Linked DNA regions of Neogale vison: region 2 is linked to region 1. A link is a contact called in public Hi-C data. All regions are on one chromosome and are shown on one strand. The core of a region is the stretch at or near the end of the contact, and the rest is flanking DNA. Distances in the headings are between cores, read along the strand shown. Region 1 holds the start of NUBP1 (cytosolic Fe-S cluster assembly factor NUBP1). Region 2 holds the start of DEXI (dexamethasone-induced protein).

Region 1 (7,432 bases), core at 3,889-6,388:
GTCCACGGAGGGGGGTGTGTGTCACTGGAACCCCCAAAGAAGTATAGCCGGGTAGTCAGGACAGGTGACAACCCAGAATTGCAACTGACACATGAAGTCGCGCGCGGGGGGGGGGGGTGCTGTCCAGTCCTGTAAAACTGAGCCCCTAATCTGTGGATTCGAATGCCATCTCCAGTGAAGAGCATCAGAATCAAGGAACCCGGCTGAACTGTAGGACCCGGGCGCTGTTTGCTGTTTGGTTTGGAGAAACCCCACACTGGAAACCGGGTTCAGAACCCCTTTGGGCACATGCCAAGGCTCCCTGCCTGAGCAGGTGCCTATCCTAAGACCCCCAGGGGATCATACTATGTACCCACGTTGAGAAAGTAAGCTACAGGGGATATGTGCACAAGTGTCTCAGCACCCTTTATGCACATTGAAACTCTCATCACATCGACGGTATAACCAAACTTAGAAAGAAAAAAAAAAAAGTTTTGTTTTCGGAGCAGTTTTAGGCATATGGAGAAATGAGATTTCCAGAATATTCCCTCTCTACCTCCCCCGCCCCCCGGCAATTTCCCCCATTACTAACATCTGGCGTTGGTGGAGTCATTCGTTACAATGGGTGAACCATAATAGTGAATCCTTATTATTAACTAAAGTCCACAGGGTGAGTTCAAGTCCCTTCTTGCTGGTGCAGGGTCTGGGAGACGGATACGTGCACAATGTCAAGTACTCACCATTACACCTGACGCGGGAGAGCTGCCCTGCCCTAAAAATCCCGGGCTCTCCGCCTACTCCTCCCTCCCTAACCCAACCCCTGGCAGCCACCGAGCTTTCTGCTGGGCCTCTACTTTGACAAACTTATTTTTAAAAGCTTTTAAAAACGTAGCTAATTAAGTCTTTTGGCACGTACTGAGTTTTTCCACATTTGAAATGACAACTTCTAGCTCTGGCTTTGTTGTTTCGGTCCTCCTTGCCACCTTCAGTCAGGGGGACCGAAATAAAAACTTTAAATTTAAAATCTATCAAACTCCCTAAACTAAATAAATGTAAAGGAGATGTAAACAGAAATAGACTTTCAGATGCTGATTCTGGTTAGGTTTGCAGCATTCACACTTTCTGGGTTCCTAAAACGGAAAACTGGGCTCAGACTTCTGGAACATGCCGTGTTCAGGAAAAGGGGAAGGCCGTGGATTCCATGGGCCTGAACCGGCTTCCCGTGGGATGATGCGGAGAGGTGACCTGTCCCAGAGGAGGGCCAGAGAGGCCCAGAGTTGTGGGGAAGGACTGGTGTGAGCCGCAGAGCAATGGCTGGGGTACCAAGGAAAAGCCTGCTATTTGGTTTTAGATCAAGCTCAGCGTGCACAGTGGCACAGAGCAAATATGGGGTGGCAGGGGTAACCTGAGTCACGGGGTTGAACTGGACTGAAAACCATATCAAGATTGGTGCTAGCTTGGGCCATAGGGAGCCAGGGAAGGTGCATGTGTAGCAGAGTGACCCATCTGAATTGTGAGGGGAAAGGACCGTATGACATGTAGCAGAGGAGTCCAGTACCGGCCACTCCCTGGTCTCTGCTCCTTCCAGGGACTGCACCCCCTATGCTCTTTTGGGTGTGACCGATTCTCTGGATAGAAGGTGTGCGCATAGGGGTTGTTTCTGGGGGGGAATGTGTTGAAGAAGCATTGTACAAGTCATGCGCTCCAGCTTTGAAGCATGTGCTCAGACCATGGCAACGTGAGACTGTAGGGCCTCTGTCGTGTGTGTCCCCGAGGAACAACAAGCAGGTGTCTGCCCGTGAACCTGTTCGGTAGCCGGAGCCAAGAATGATCTCTGCTGCCTCGAGCCTCTGCAGGCTGGGGGAGGCTTGTCGTGGCCACATAGCCTAGTGGGGCTACCCAGAAACCACTGCAGGCCCAGGAGAACCGGGGTCTGGATGAAGGTCATGATGCGGTGATGATGTCATGTAGCGTCAGCTGTCTGTTGCCACCTCGAACCTGGGGGCTTAACACAGTGAAGTGTTTGTTTAGCTCCTGAGTCTGTGCATTGGTTAGATGGTTCTTCAGGACTCACATACCTGGTGGTCACCTGCAGGTCTGGATAGGGGGCTCTGGACTCTCCCAGGTCTCAGGGTCCCTGTTTTGGGACGGACTTGGCTGGCACCACCCCAGGTGGCTCAGCCTGGCCCCATAGGTCTTCCCTCCTGTGGGATAGCCCATGAGGTGTTCTCATAGTGGAGGCAGAGGGGCAAGCGAAGGTGAGAGCAGCCTCATACCTGTTTTTTGTTAGCTCACTTTGGCTAACATTTCACGAGCAAAGTCAGTCACACGCCTGAGCCCAGATTCTAGGGGTAGAACAGAGGACTTGCTCATAGTGGGGTGACATACTGGGACCAGTTAGGGAACTACACCATCACGTCACACAGAAGTGAGGCCAGCGGACTTGATGCCCGATTGGACATGGAGGGAGACATCATGAACGTTTCTAGCAGTGACTGCCAGCCTGTACCGCCATCTCTACACACGCCTGCCACTCCGCCCATCTAGATGTGGCCTCCGTTTCCCTGCCCCTGGAACCCAGGCTGTCCTTGGGACTTGCTTTGACCAGTGTGATATGAGAAAGAGACCCTGCACCAGATCTCAGCCTTGTTCAGCTGCCACGGAAAGGCGCTCGGCTAGACCACTGAATTTTTTGTGGAGAGACAGTGGTCACAAGGAGGGAGACTGAGGCACACATGAGAATAAGAATGTTCTACTCCGTTCCTGAATGATGCCACATTAGTGAGCTCAGATAAAACCAGAAGACTCATGAGAAATAATAAACCTTTGTTTTAACCACAGTATATATATGTGTTTGTGTGTGTGTATACATATATACATACATATACGTGTATTTATGACTTGTTACGCAGCAGGTGCTAACTGATACAGGGAGATGGTGTGAAGGAAGCAAGTCCGATGCTCACATTTCAGACCTGAGTTCTTAGGGCAGCGGGGGTACCATTCTCTGAGATAAGAACTCTGGAAGGAGGAAGTGGTTTGAGGAAAGAGTTGTGGATAGAAGTTTGTTAGGCCTGAAGGTGTGAAGGATGTGGAAAGGGTGACTACAAGTGGACAGAGTCTTGAGATGTACTCCTCTTCAGAAGTGGTTCTCAAACTTTAGTGCATAAAATTACTATCTGGTAAGAGCGTAAAGAAGCAGATTCCCCAGCCCAGCCCCTGAGTTTCTGATTCAGGAGGTCAGGATGGGCCTGGAAATCTGCTCTGCAGCCTCACTCCTGCCCTCCGGGTCCCACTCCCACATATGGAAAATCCCATCCCCGGTGAGACAGGAAGTTTGGCCCGGGACCACAGGACAGAGATCTGGAGCAAAAAGCAGAGAGGAGGTTTACTTGATTTTACTTTCTAGTGTGGAATGTGAGGATTTTTACAGCCTTATGGGGAGGAGCAAGAAGGGAGGGACTGAGGAGTGGAAGACCTTTCTTCTTTGCCTCGGAGCAGAGAAACTGGCTGAGTGGGAGGGCCCTGGGTAATTAGAGCTCGCAGGGCTGCTGAAGACAGCTGGAAACAACGTGCTGGAAGTGTCTTAGGGGACATCAGTAAGGAAGATCAGAAGCAGGCCGGCCTTGGGCCTCTGCTTTGTGGCTGAGGGGGTAAAAAGAGCGTGCAGTCTCAAGAGTTTGGTGGAACCTTCTGGCTGCAAGCTCCTGGGTAAGCCACTTAACGTCTCTGAGCCTCACTTTGTTCAGTGAAAAGAGAACAGTTTGCATCCTGCCTCCCGGTGTGTGGCACAGTGTCAAAAGCGCAGTCCCTACAACAGATTTCTCTGGCCTCCCAGCTGTGCTGCTTACCGGCTCTGAGACCTTGGGCAAGTCCCTTCCCAGTGACCTTGTCTTCCTACCTGCAAACTGCAGATCACGACAGTCCCCCGGCCTAACAGGGGGACTTTCTCTCGGACCTCTGGGCTTGTTCGTGTGGTTCGTTCCATCTGAAACACCACTCGTCACCCTCGCCACCACCCTTTAAGGGCTTCTTCCCTAACACCCCTGTTGTCTAATGCCATAGCTTTTAGAAAACTAATTACCTGCTTCGTTATCCACTGTGGCGGACAGGCTGGGTGCCAGGACGAATGGCATCATGGCCGTTTGGTGGCACCAGCGGTTCGTACGGAAGCACCTGTCACTGTGTCTTACGGGTGACCCAGCAGGCTCACAAGCCCCACGGCCCAGGTTCATCCCTCTGGCTCCCTCGCTAGCAGCGGTGTGACCTGAGGAAAGGAGTTCAGACATTTGGACCCTCTGTTTTCTCACCCAAAGGCACAAGTTTGGGAGCACCGCTAGAAGGGGTTCAGGCAAGAACAGTGCTAACACCGCCAAGGGCAAGGCTGATGAACAGGATACTCGCATGACCTCCACGAAATCATCTCAGAATCCTTATTCATTACAGACGGGAAAGGGTACCACTCGCTGGAGAGGCAGGGCGGGCGGATGCAGCCTTCCCCAAGCGGCCAAGCCCTCGCCTTACCAACAGCGGGACCCACTGTCATTCTGTGCCTCTCGCTGTGACACCACTGTTGTTCACATGACTCGGGGGCCTTATGCCAAAACCTTTTAACTGGAATCTAATCATGGCGGGGGCGGGGATCGGACGGAACAAGATCCTGGAGTGGGTATCGCATAAGGCGAATGGCCTGGACTGTATCCAAATTCATTCCTGTCCTCAAAGACAGAAAATGGCAAGGGGGCAGGAGAGCAGGACTGTTCTGAATTAACAGCCTGATGAGGACCAACGGCAGGTGCGACTTTTGACGGGATCCAGGATGCGGGGCGGAGGGGCGGGGGTCTTCTTTGGGACAATTGAGTACGTTTGAATATAAAGTGCACGTTAGCTAATAATTTTGCATCCGTATCCGATTGCCTGGGTACGAAAGAGCACTGAGGTCATGGAGGATAATGCCTTTGTTCCTAGGAGCTATATACTGAATAATTTACGAAAGATCTCCACAGCTCGGCTTTAAAGGAAAAGACCAGCCCCAAGCACCGGGCACAAGGTCCGCGCGTGAGCAAAGCCCTCTTTCCGAGACTTACTTCGCGCGGCTGGAGAGTCAGATTGGGCGCGGGGAGACGGAAATACGTAAAGCGTATTCCGGTGACCGCGTAGACTTCGAAGGCAGCCGAATGGAGGAGGTGCCTCAGGGTGAGCGCGCGGAAGGGGCGTGGGTGGAGAGGCTGAAGGGACAGGAGCCACTCTAACTGTGACCTTGTGCCCGCGCAGGCTGTCCCGGGACCGGCAGCGCCCAGGCGGGCCGAGGGGCCTCATGTCAGGGCTGCCCCAACCAGCGGCTCTGCGCTTCCGGAGCCGGCGCCGCTCCCGACCCAGGTGAGGAAGGGGCAAGGCCTGAACCGGAAGTGAAGGGCGCCAGCCCGGAAGAGGTGGGACCCGGAGGCCTTTTCCGAGGAGGGGTGGGCCTAGAGGAGGCGGGCTGTGGAGAAGTCGGAAGAGTAGAGGGAAGTAGTGGGATGGGGCGGAGCCTGAAGGACCGGGGACTGACCTGCCAGTCTAAGGGAGGGCGTGTCTCAAGATTAGCGGGTCTAGGGGCGGGAGGGAAAGGGTGGGGCGAGAGGTTTGAGTGACAGCAGTACGTGGTCGGGTGGAAGGCAGCGTCCTAGGGAATAGGGTATAGACTTTGAACTGGGGGTTGCTCTGGCTTATTCTTGGGCAGCATTGTCTTCCCCCCCTTTTTTTTAAGATTTTATTTATTTGACAGAGAGATAGAGATCACAAGTAGGCAGAGAGGGGAGAAGGGAAGCAGGCTCCCTGCTGAGCAGAGAGCCCCGTTGGGGCTCGATCCCAAGACCCTGAGATCATGCCCTGAGCCGAAGGCAGAGGCTTTAACCCACTGAGCCACCCAGGCGCCCAGAATTGTTTTCCTTTTGAGAAGGAGCATTTCTCCTGTTCATTTAACAGAAATACATCCTCACCTGCTAGGCACAGTGCTCTGTGCTGGGGATACAGCTGTGAATGAGAGAGACGAGGTCGCTGCCCTAGTGGATGTTAGTTTAATAGGGGAGACCCCCCCCCCATTAACCAGTGAGCAAGCATTAAATCATCGCAACGATAAGTATGACAAAGGACACATTGGAGGGTGGGACAGACTCTGGGGATTTACCAAAAGGATCTTAAAAAGCAGGAGGCTGGGACGCCTGGGTGGCTCAGTGGGTTAAAGCCTCTGCCTTCGGCTCAGGTCATGATCTCGGGGTCCTGGGATTGAGCCCTGCATGGGGCTCTCTGCTCAGCAGGGGGCCTGCCTCCCTTCCTCTCTCTCTGCCTGCCTCTCTGCCTACTTGTGATCTCTGTCTGTCAAATTAAAAAAAAAGAAAAGAAAAGAAAAGAAAGGAGGCTGAGAGAATTGTGAAGGAGTTCCACGAGAGACTCAGGTTTAATTCCTGGTTCCCGCAAACAGTATGACTTTGAGCAAGACTCCTAAAGTCTCTGAGCCTCCATTCCCTTATCCAAAATGGGGCTCAGGCTCAGGGTGCCTGGCTGGCTCAGTCCATAGTGCATGTGACTCTTGATGTCAGGGTCATGAGTTCAAGCCCCACATTGGGCTTGGAACCAAGTTTTTGTGTTGTTGTTGGTGGTGGTGGTTTTTTTTTTTTTTTAAAGATTTTATTTATTTATTTGTCAGAGAGAGAGGGAGAGCGAGCGAGCACAGGCAGACAGAGAGGCAGGCAGAGGCAGAGGGAGAAGCAGGCTCCCTGCCAAGCAAGGAGCCCGATGTGGGACTCGATCCCAGGATGCTGGGATCATGACCTGAGCCGAAGGCAGCTGCTTAACCAACTGAGCCACCCAGGCGTCCCTGTTGTTGTTGTTTTTAAGGTTTATTTATTCATTTGAAAGAGAGCATGCTCACAAACAGGAGAGGGGCAGGGGGAGAGGAAGAGAATCCCAAGCAGACTCCCCACTGAACGCAGAGCCAGACCTGGGGCTTGATTCTAGGACCCTGGGATCATTGTCTGAGCTGAGCAGAAACCAAGAGTCTGATGCCCCTTGTGACCTACTTTTTAAATAAGGGACAGGGGCTCCCTGGTGGCGTAGTTGTCAAGCAGCTGCCTTTGGCTCGGGGTCCTTCTAACCCAGGGTCCTGGGATCAAGCACCACGTCAGGCTCCCTGCTTGGAGGGAAGCCTGCTTCTCCCTCTGCCACTCCCCCTGCTTGTGTGTGCTCTTTCTCTCTCTCTCTCTGTGTCAAATAAATAAAATCTTTTAAAAAAAATTTATAGGTGCACCTGGGTGGCTCAGGGGGTTAAAGCCTCTGCCTTCAGCTCAGGTCATGATCTCAGGGTCCTGGTTTCAAGCCCCGCATCCAGCTCTCTGCTCAGCGGGGAGCCTGCTTCCCCCTCTCTCTCTGCCTGGCTCTCTGCCTCCTTGTGATCTCTGTCTGTCAAATAAAT
Region 2 (7,148 bases), core at 2,627-5,126, 160 kb after region 1:
CACAGGCAGTGGGAAAGGTGCCCCGGGGGTCCTGGGTCAAGAGGGCAGAGCGGTAGTCTGTCCCAGCCGTCCACATCTGAACCCGCCCAGCACTCCGGCAGGCAGTCCTCTGTGGCTCATCCGGGGATCTGAGTGTTCACTCGTGAGGGCACGTGCAGTTTTATATACTTGCAAGGGCCCGAGTGTACACACTTTCCATTGTATCTGACTGTTTATGCTAGCAGTGGTATATTACTATATCGCTTACTGTACATGGGAAGGTCTGCGAGCTTAATGTGTATCTCACTCAATCTTCTCAATGAGGAACATGTCATTATCCCCATTTTTGGGAAGAGAACAGTGACACAGGGAGATATGGAACAGGCCCAAGGTCACAGCTGAGATTGGGATTTGAACCAGGTTCTTGCTTATGATCCCAACCCCAATATCGCCTCCTTTGGTAAGTGCTCAACAAACATTGGGTGGACTGTGCGGGCACACACCAAGAGAAAAAAGAGAGAGAGAGGCAAGTGAGTACACCTTGAGATCCACCCCAGTCCCCACTACCAAGCATGCCCCATACCCTTAGCCAGTGCCTCCATGACCTTCTGGTGTGTAACATGAGAATATGTCCACATGAGACCAAGCCAGAAATAATGAGATCTGACTACGGAGGTTCCTTCGCTTCCAGAAAGGGGCCCGGAGCTGAGGTACAGTCAGACCCTTTTTGGAGGTCTCCCAAAGGCTTTGCCTGCTGCTGGCCACCCTTTCCCTCCCCCAGTCTGGGCCTCCCTGGTTCTGGGGCCAAGACGACCCTGGCCTGGCTTTGGGATTGGGGGAGAAGGAATGCTGTGCGTGGCTTCCCCATGTCTTCAGGCTTGAGTACTGTCCCCAGCCCATGGCCTCCCTACCTCCCAGCTCGGGGTCAGGCCCTCCGACAGCTTTGCAAGGGTGTCCCAGCTTTGCAAGGAAGGGTGTCCCTGAGACATACTTCCTGGCGTTTCTGCACAAACAGCCTCTGCTGCAAAGTTTGTCGGAGCATTTGGGCTTCAGTTTTTGGTTCAGAGTCTGCCAATGTTTTCATTTGGAAGGGGAAGTGTTTCTGTTGATGTGGTGAAGAGATAAAATAAGACACCGACTTACACTGTCTGAAAGTCAAACGCTTGGCTTGGAGGCAGGGATTCATTTTGGGATCTGCAAGGCCTAGCACAGGGCCTGGAAGAACAGCACGCAGAAGCGAAGTTTGCTGAACAGCTGACTGAGTAATATGCAAAGGGCCTAGAACGGGGCATGGGCGATGATCAATACTCAGTACAGGTTTTGAATGGATTCCTCAGGTTCTGCCTTCAAAAGGTCTTCTCAGTCTGTGTTTCTCCATCTTTAGCAACCTTGCCCTATCCAGGCCCCCGTTACCTCCAGCCTGAGCAACTGAATAGTTCCTAACGGGCTTCTCCGCTTCCATACTTGTCCCAAAGCCGATTCTTTGTAAAGCCAAAGTCGGCTTTACACATTGTGAATTGAAATTGTGTCACCTCCTGCTTCCTACTGCTCATGGCCATGGTCTCCTATGTCCTTTATGGACAGACCGCCCCACAGACCGCTTCCTGGGCTGCTCTTAGCCACACACTGGCCTCTTCTTGGTTGCTGCAAAAACCAACTCTCCCGGGAACCTCACAGCTTTGGCTCTAGATTCCCTCTGCCTCGATTGGTTTTCCCCAGATCTTAGATCTTCAATCTGGCTCCTGCAACCAATTTAGGGCTCAGTGAACTGTGTCATCTCAAGGGACCTTCTCTGGCCCCCCTCCCCCTTTCTAAAGCAGCCCATCTCTATTCTTCTGCTTCGCTCATTCAACAGACATTTATTGAGTGTCTACTAGATGCCAGGCACTGCCCAAGTCCTCGTGGCTCGCAAAAGATCTCATCGCCTTCTTTGGGAATCTGCTTGTCGTTTCTCACCAAGTGCCAGGAGGTCACACCTAAGTCTCTCTTGTTCACTGTGTTTATCTACTGGGCACAATATGTACTCCATAAATATTTGTTCAATCAAAGAATGGATTTATGGATGGATGGATGGATGGATGGATGGCAGGCAGACAGACAGGCAGACAGGCAGGCAAGGAGACTGGGTAGGTATGCAGGGCAGCTGACCCATTCTCCACCTGGCACTTGGTTCTGGCTAAGGTCTCAGTGAGCTCAAATGAAGCTTTTATCAAAGAAATCTCACTGTCCACCTCTCAGGGGGAGCCCCCAGCCCTCAGCCTACCTCTAGCAGGTCCTGCCCCACCCTGCATTCCCTCTGACTATGGTCATTTTGGAAAGGGAAGGCCACAGAGGAGGGGAGTTAACTTAGCTTGCTTGGGGGAAGTGGCATTAGTGTCCGTCTTCTAGAAGGAGCCCTTGCCATCTCAGTATCCTCCCACTCAGGCCCTGTGCCTAGTGACACTGCACACTGTCCAGTGGAGGGGCTCAAAGAGTGCCTGCAAGTCCCATGAACCTCACCAGACCCAACAGCCTGCCTCTCTCTCTTTCTCTCATCTTGTTCAGCTGCCTCTCTTCCCAGCCCTGAGACTTCCGCCAAGTCCCTCTCCTTCCTAGACCTTGATTTCCCTCCCAGCAACACACAGGGTGGGGCAGGACACACAGCCACCTGGTTGCAGCCTAGAACACCTCAGTGCAAAGATCCTGTGGTCCCTACTCCTGTTGGCCCAAGGGCTCCTTGAGGCCTTGCAAACACTGCAGGCAAAGCCAGCCCCCGCCTGCCTGGTCTGCGAAAGGAACCTGCGAAACTGGCAGTCCTTGCAGATGCAAGCTGCAGACCTGCCGAGCTGGGGCACCCTGAAACCCGACTCCCAAGAAGCAGCAAACCCAAGGCCAAAAGGAAGTGCAGACTTTGCAGAAGGAGGTTTCTCCTCTCGCAGCTTCAGCCGGGGCCCTTACTCTTGAGTCTCCACCCCGTCCCCTAGGGGCCACAGGACAAAGGTGGTCACTGCCTGGCTTGCTACCTCTTCTGACACTCCAAGTCTTTATCCTTCCAGGACTATGGGAATCCCCAGCAAGCCAAGGTCACCACCAAGCCAGACTGAGGCAGAAGGGAGAAGCTGAGAGCTCTGCCTCAAAGGGACCTGGGTGCAAAGGCTTTTCTACAAGCTGTGGCAGTAGGTACCATGGCTAACCCGAACACCCCTTGGGCTCTGCCTCTCTTCCCCTCTGCAACAACTGTCACCTTCATCAGGGGAAGCTTTCCAGCCCCAGCTAAGGGCCTGACAGGGGTCTGGCCATTCCTGGCATCTGAATGGACCTCCAGGAGCCTGGGGGAAGGGTGCGTGTCTGGTCTGGAGATGCCACCCTCTTCGCCAGCACCCCTAACCCACACTCATCTGGTGCAGAGAGGGCACTTACAGGTCTTGGAGGCCGGAGTCGGCCTCGTCCTGGGGATTCCATCCCTGGCCCGACGATGCCCCCAACCAGCAGCGGCGGCATGATTTGGGCGGCTGGTCCAGGCCGAGGGGTGCGGGTCGTTCGGGGGAGGGGAGGACGGTAGCCAAGCCTACTCCAAGTAACCATCGAAGACATCGAGCTCCGAATCGGCATCGTAGAGGCCGGAGCCGGGATCGGAGAGCACGCCGAGGTCCACCAGTGCCTGGTCCATGTCCTCGGGCAGGAAAACGAGGCCCACGTTGAGGACAATGTACTCCATGAGGAAGGCGTAGTACAGGATCAGCACATTGACGAAAAACAGGCCCACGTAGAACATAGAGGGCAGCAGCGACGGCGGCACGTAGGGGACCAGGGGGCCCAGCGCGTCCAGGTGGGCCGCGACCCGGGCGCCGGGCATGCAGGGGGCGGCGAGGGCGGCGGCCCGGCGATCCCAGCGATCTCAGCCACTGCGGCGCCCGGGCGGCCGGCAAGGGGGCAGCTCAGCCATCCAGGGGCGCCCCGGGGGCTCGACCCAGGCGGCGCTGGGCCCCGGCGGTTGCCCCGCCGGTGTGCGGCGGCCTCTGAGGACGCGCCCCGGCCCCTGAAACGTACCCGGCGGGGTCCAGGCACCCCCAGATGTGCCCACAGGGTCCTCTCGATCCTCCCGGCGGCCAGGCAAGACCCCCCCACACTTGAGGTGGCCGGGGACTGCCCGGCTCCTCCGATGCGCCTCGCTCGAGCTCACAGGCCCTCGCAGCGCCGGCGGAGACCCCACCGCGGCTCAGCGTCGAGGGCCAGTCCCGGCGGCAGTCTCTCCAGCCCCGCCCGGCAGTTCCTCGAGCCCCCTCCGCGCCCCCGCAGGCCCAGCGCCCATAGCTGCAGCCGCCGCGTCGCCCTCCTGGTCGCGTTCCGAGCACCGCCTCCGGAGCCGCCCCGCGTTCATTGGCCCGCCGCCCCTTGCCCGCGCTCATTGGCTCACTCGACTCCCGCGCTCATTGGCCCGAGCCGTCCGGGGGCGGTACCGCTTCGCTCCGCCCCTCAGGGGCGCTGGCCTCTGAGCTGCTTCCCCGGTTCCGGGCTCCGCCCAGGTCTCAAATCCAATTGGCTCTGGGCATCCCCCAGGGAGTAGCGGGAGGGGAACGACACAGAACACAGTTCAAAACTTGACAGATCCTGAAGGTTAAGGTAGCAGAAGGGAACCCCCCCGCACCCCGCTCCAAGCCTCCTCAGCAGCCTTCCCTGAACTTGGACATAGCGTCACGCCTCTTTGGAACTCAGTTTACCTGTCAAAAGGAGGCGGGGTAGGGGAGAGGTGAATTTACCGGTGAAAACCTAGGACTTTCCAAAGTGGCAATTTTCCATGGTGGGAAAGATTAATCAGTGCCTCCTTCGGCTCTCCAAATTCTGGGTGCCAGAAGGTCCTTAACAGGTGCATCGCGAGGAGGTGCATAACAGGGTTCAGGGACCCCCGAATAAAGAGATTCCCAGGCAAGTCAGACCTGTGGCAGTGGGGTTGCTTCCTGTTTTTGCTTTGTAAACCATGTTTGAAAGAGGACGTGGTTAAACATTGAAACAGCCAAGAATTACATAGAAAAGTGAGTCTCGCACTCGCTGATTCCCCTTTTCATGAGCAACTCTTGTATATCCTTCAGGAGACTGATCTTGCCCAAAGGGCCTTCCAGAACAGTTCCACAGATCGTCCTTATTTTTCAAAGATTTGATTTTTTGAGTAATCTCTGCACCCAAAGCGGGGCTTAAACTCACAACTCCAACATCAAGTGTTGCATGCTCTGCTGACTGAGACGGCCAGGCTCCAGGAAAGACCTATACATCTCAGGTCACACTGAGCTGGGTGTTTTACACACATCGCTTAATTGCAGCTAGACGTGGCTGTGTAGTGTGCTAGGCCTTTTTACAGATGAGGAAATCTGGGCCCAGAGAAAAGGGAAGGCCCCGGAAGGCAGAGGCTAAGTCTGTGTGTGTTTGGAGATCAGACCTGCCCTTTTTCCTCCATTACTGTCTCCTTGCCCATTTAGATCAATTACAGCAAACCATTAATTCTCCAACAGCCTAAGGGGAAACAAACCTCCATTCTGTCAGTCATTCACATATGATGTGCCAAACTATGTGCTAGGCAGTGGGGGAAAACATGGGTCCTTAGCCCAACTCTGAGCACAGCTAATGAGACACAGTAGTCCTTAGATAACTCTGCGGTGCCGAAAGGAACGAATGAATGGTGAACAGGGCAGCCTTGCCTCCAGGGAGCTTCTCACTCCTCCTGCAGGACAGACATTTAGATACATCTTCCTGGCTCATGTGGGGAGTTGGGTGTTTCTTTTCTTCTAATTCTAATTCTTCTTCTCAATGTGGTAGTTTTGGGAATTGCTTGGATTTGGGGTGAAGACTAGAGAAATCCTCTGAAAGCACAGGATGTTCAGTTTCGGTACACTGTTGCCCGAAGACCTTCCAAAATCTATTTTTTTAAGTTGAAGTGGAAAAAGAAGAGCTGTAAAGACCGTCAAGACCATTACCGATCTGGTACAGATTAGTTTACGGGGGCATAAAATGTAGGTGCCAGGGTCTGAACCATGCACTTACTAGCTGCATGACCTTCGGAAAGTCAGCTCCTCTGTGATTCAGTTTCCCCGTGGGTAGCGTGAGGATGATAGTACCCACCTCATAGGCTGGTTGTTAGCCTTAAATATCAGTCTATGTAAAGCGTTCAGGACGGTGGCACATAGTAAAAGCCATGCAATAGCTATTCCGATTCTTGTCATACAACCTAAAGATCGTGAACACTGCGGTTACTTTTAAGCACCCAGCCTCACCAATTCCCTTCCCAGGGGTGCGCGCATAGGTTTCCCATTCCCGCCCACCGTCCGGGATACTGCGGGCTCTCCTCCTCCTCTCGCTCCGCCTCTTCTCCGAGGCCGCAGGCCCGCAGTTGCGCAATGCACGCCGGGCCTTGTAGTTCGTTTGCCGAGTCCCGTCGGCAGGGGCCTCGCGGGCGAACTGCACTTCCCAGCGTTCCTCGTGGCGGCGGCCGTAAAGCGCGGCGGTCGAACGGCCGGTTCCGGCTGAATGTCAGTGCGGAGCTGTGGGCCGGGGAGGAAGGTGGTTGGCGGTCCCTCTACCACCTCCGCCGCTGCCTCCTCCGCTTGTGCTGTCACTGCGGGCGCCCGGCCGCTCGGCCGCTCGGGCATGAGACCGTGAGGCGGGCAACGGGTCGGGGCCGCCGACATGTTTGGCCGCTCGCGGAGCTGGGTGGGCGGGGGCCATGGCAAGTCTTCCCGCAACATCCACTCCTTGGACCACCTCAAGTGAGTGTGCTGGGGGCTGAGGGGGGCAGGCCGCGGGGCTGGACTTGGGGATGGGGGCAAATAGCTCCGGGCCGGGGGCTCTGCGAGGTGTCAGAGCGAGGTGGAGGAAGGAGAGAGACGTCCGGGAGAGGCTGTACGATGGTTAAGAGCGAGGGCTCTGGAGTCAGGGTGCCTGGGTTCGAACCCTGACACCATCGCTCCTCGCTGTGTGACCTTGGGCAAGTGGCTTAGCTTCTCAGAGTCTCAGTATCCCGTTTGTAAAGTAAGGGGATAGTTTTCAGCTTACGGATGCGCCCTTTGTTGTTGCCGGGGCAGCGGTGGGCACCAAGCTTCCGGGGGTGGTACTTCTTCGGCTCCGCAGCTTAGGGGTCAGAGGTCAGGACGGGGTTCGAATCTAGGTGTGTGAATTTAGACCTCAGTTTCCTCAGTTGT

What was found. A called contact is a pair of places that touch in the nucleus more often than the background predicts.
Region 2: a contact with region 1 is called in a Hi-C map of muscle, with 10 times the contacts expected there. The contact joins the promoter of DEXI here to the promoter of NUBP1 in region 1. A contact is called at or near these places in 2 of 3 Hi-C or Micro-C datasets (fibroblasts and muscle).

The regions. Positions count from the first base shown.
Region 1 is chr14:24,035,406-24,042,837 of ASM_NN_V1, forward strand. NUBP1 (cytosolic Fe-S cluster assembly factor NUBP1) reads left to right here and starts at 5,139. Exons shown (of 10, transcript XM_044233941.1): 1 at 5,139-5,175; 2 at 5,254-5,358. The coding sequence starts at 5,157. LOC122896009 (a long non-coding RNA gene) reads right to left here and starts at 5,261. Exons shown (of 3, transcript XR_006382345.1): 1 at 5,067-5,261; 2 at 4,064-4,246; 3 at 78-1,984.
Region 2 is chr14:24,195,387-24,202,534 of ASM_NN_V1, forward strand. DEXI (dexamethasone-induced protein) reads right to left here and starts at 3,877. Exons shown (of 2, transcript XM_044232897.1): 1 at 3,379-3,877. The coding sequence starts at 3,814. The coding sequence ends at 3,527. LOC122896075 (stress response protein NST1-like) reads right to left here and starts at 6,638. Exons shown (of 5, transcript XM_044234014.1): 1 at 6,531-6,638; 2 at 6,273-6,426; 3 at 4,089-4,316; 4 at 4,017-4,057; 5 at 3,857-4,015. The coding sequence starts at 6,638. The coding sequence ends at 3,857. CLEC16A (protein CLEC16A) reads left to right here and starts at 6,506. Exons shown (of 23, transcript XM_044234081.1): 1 at 6,506-6,716. The coding sequence starts at 6,637.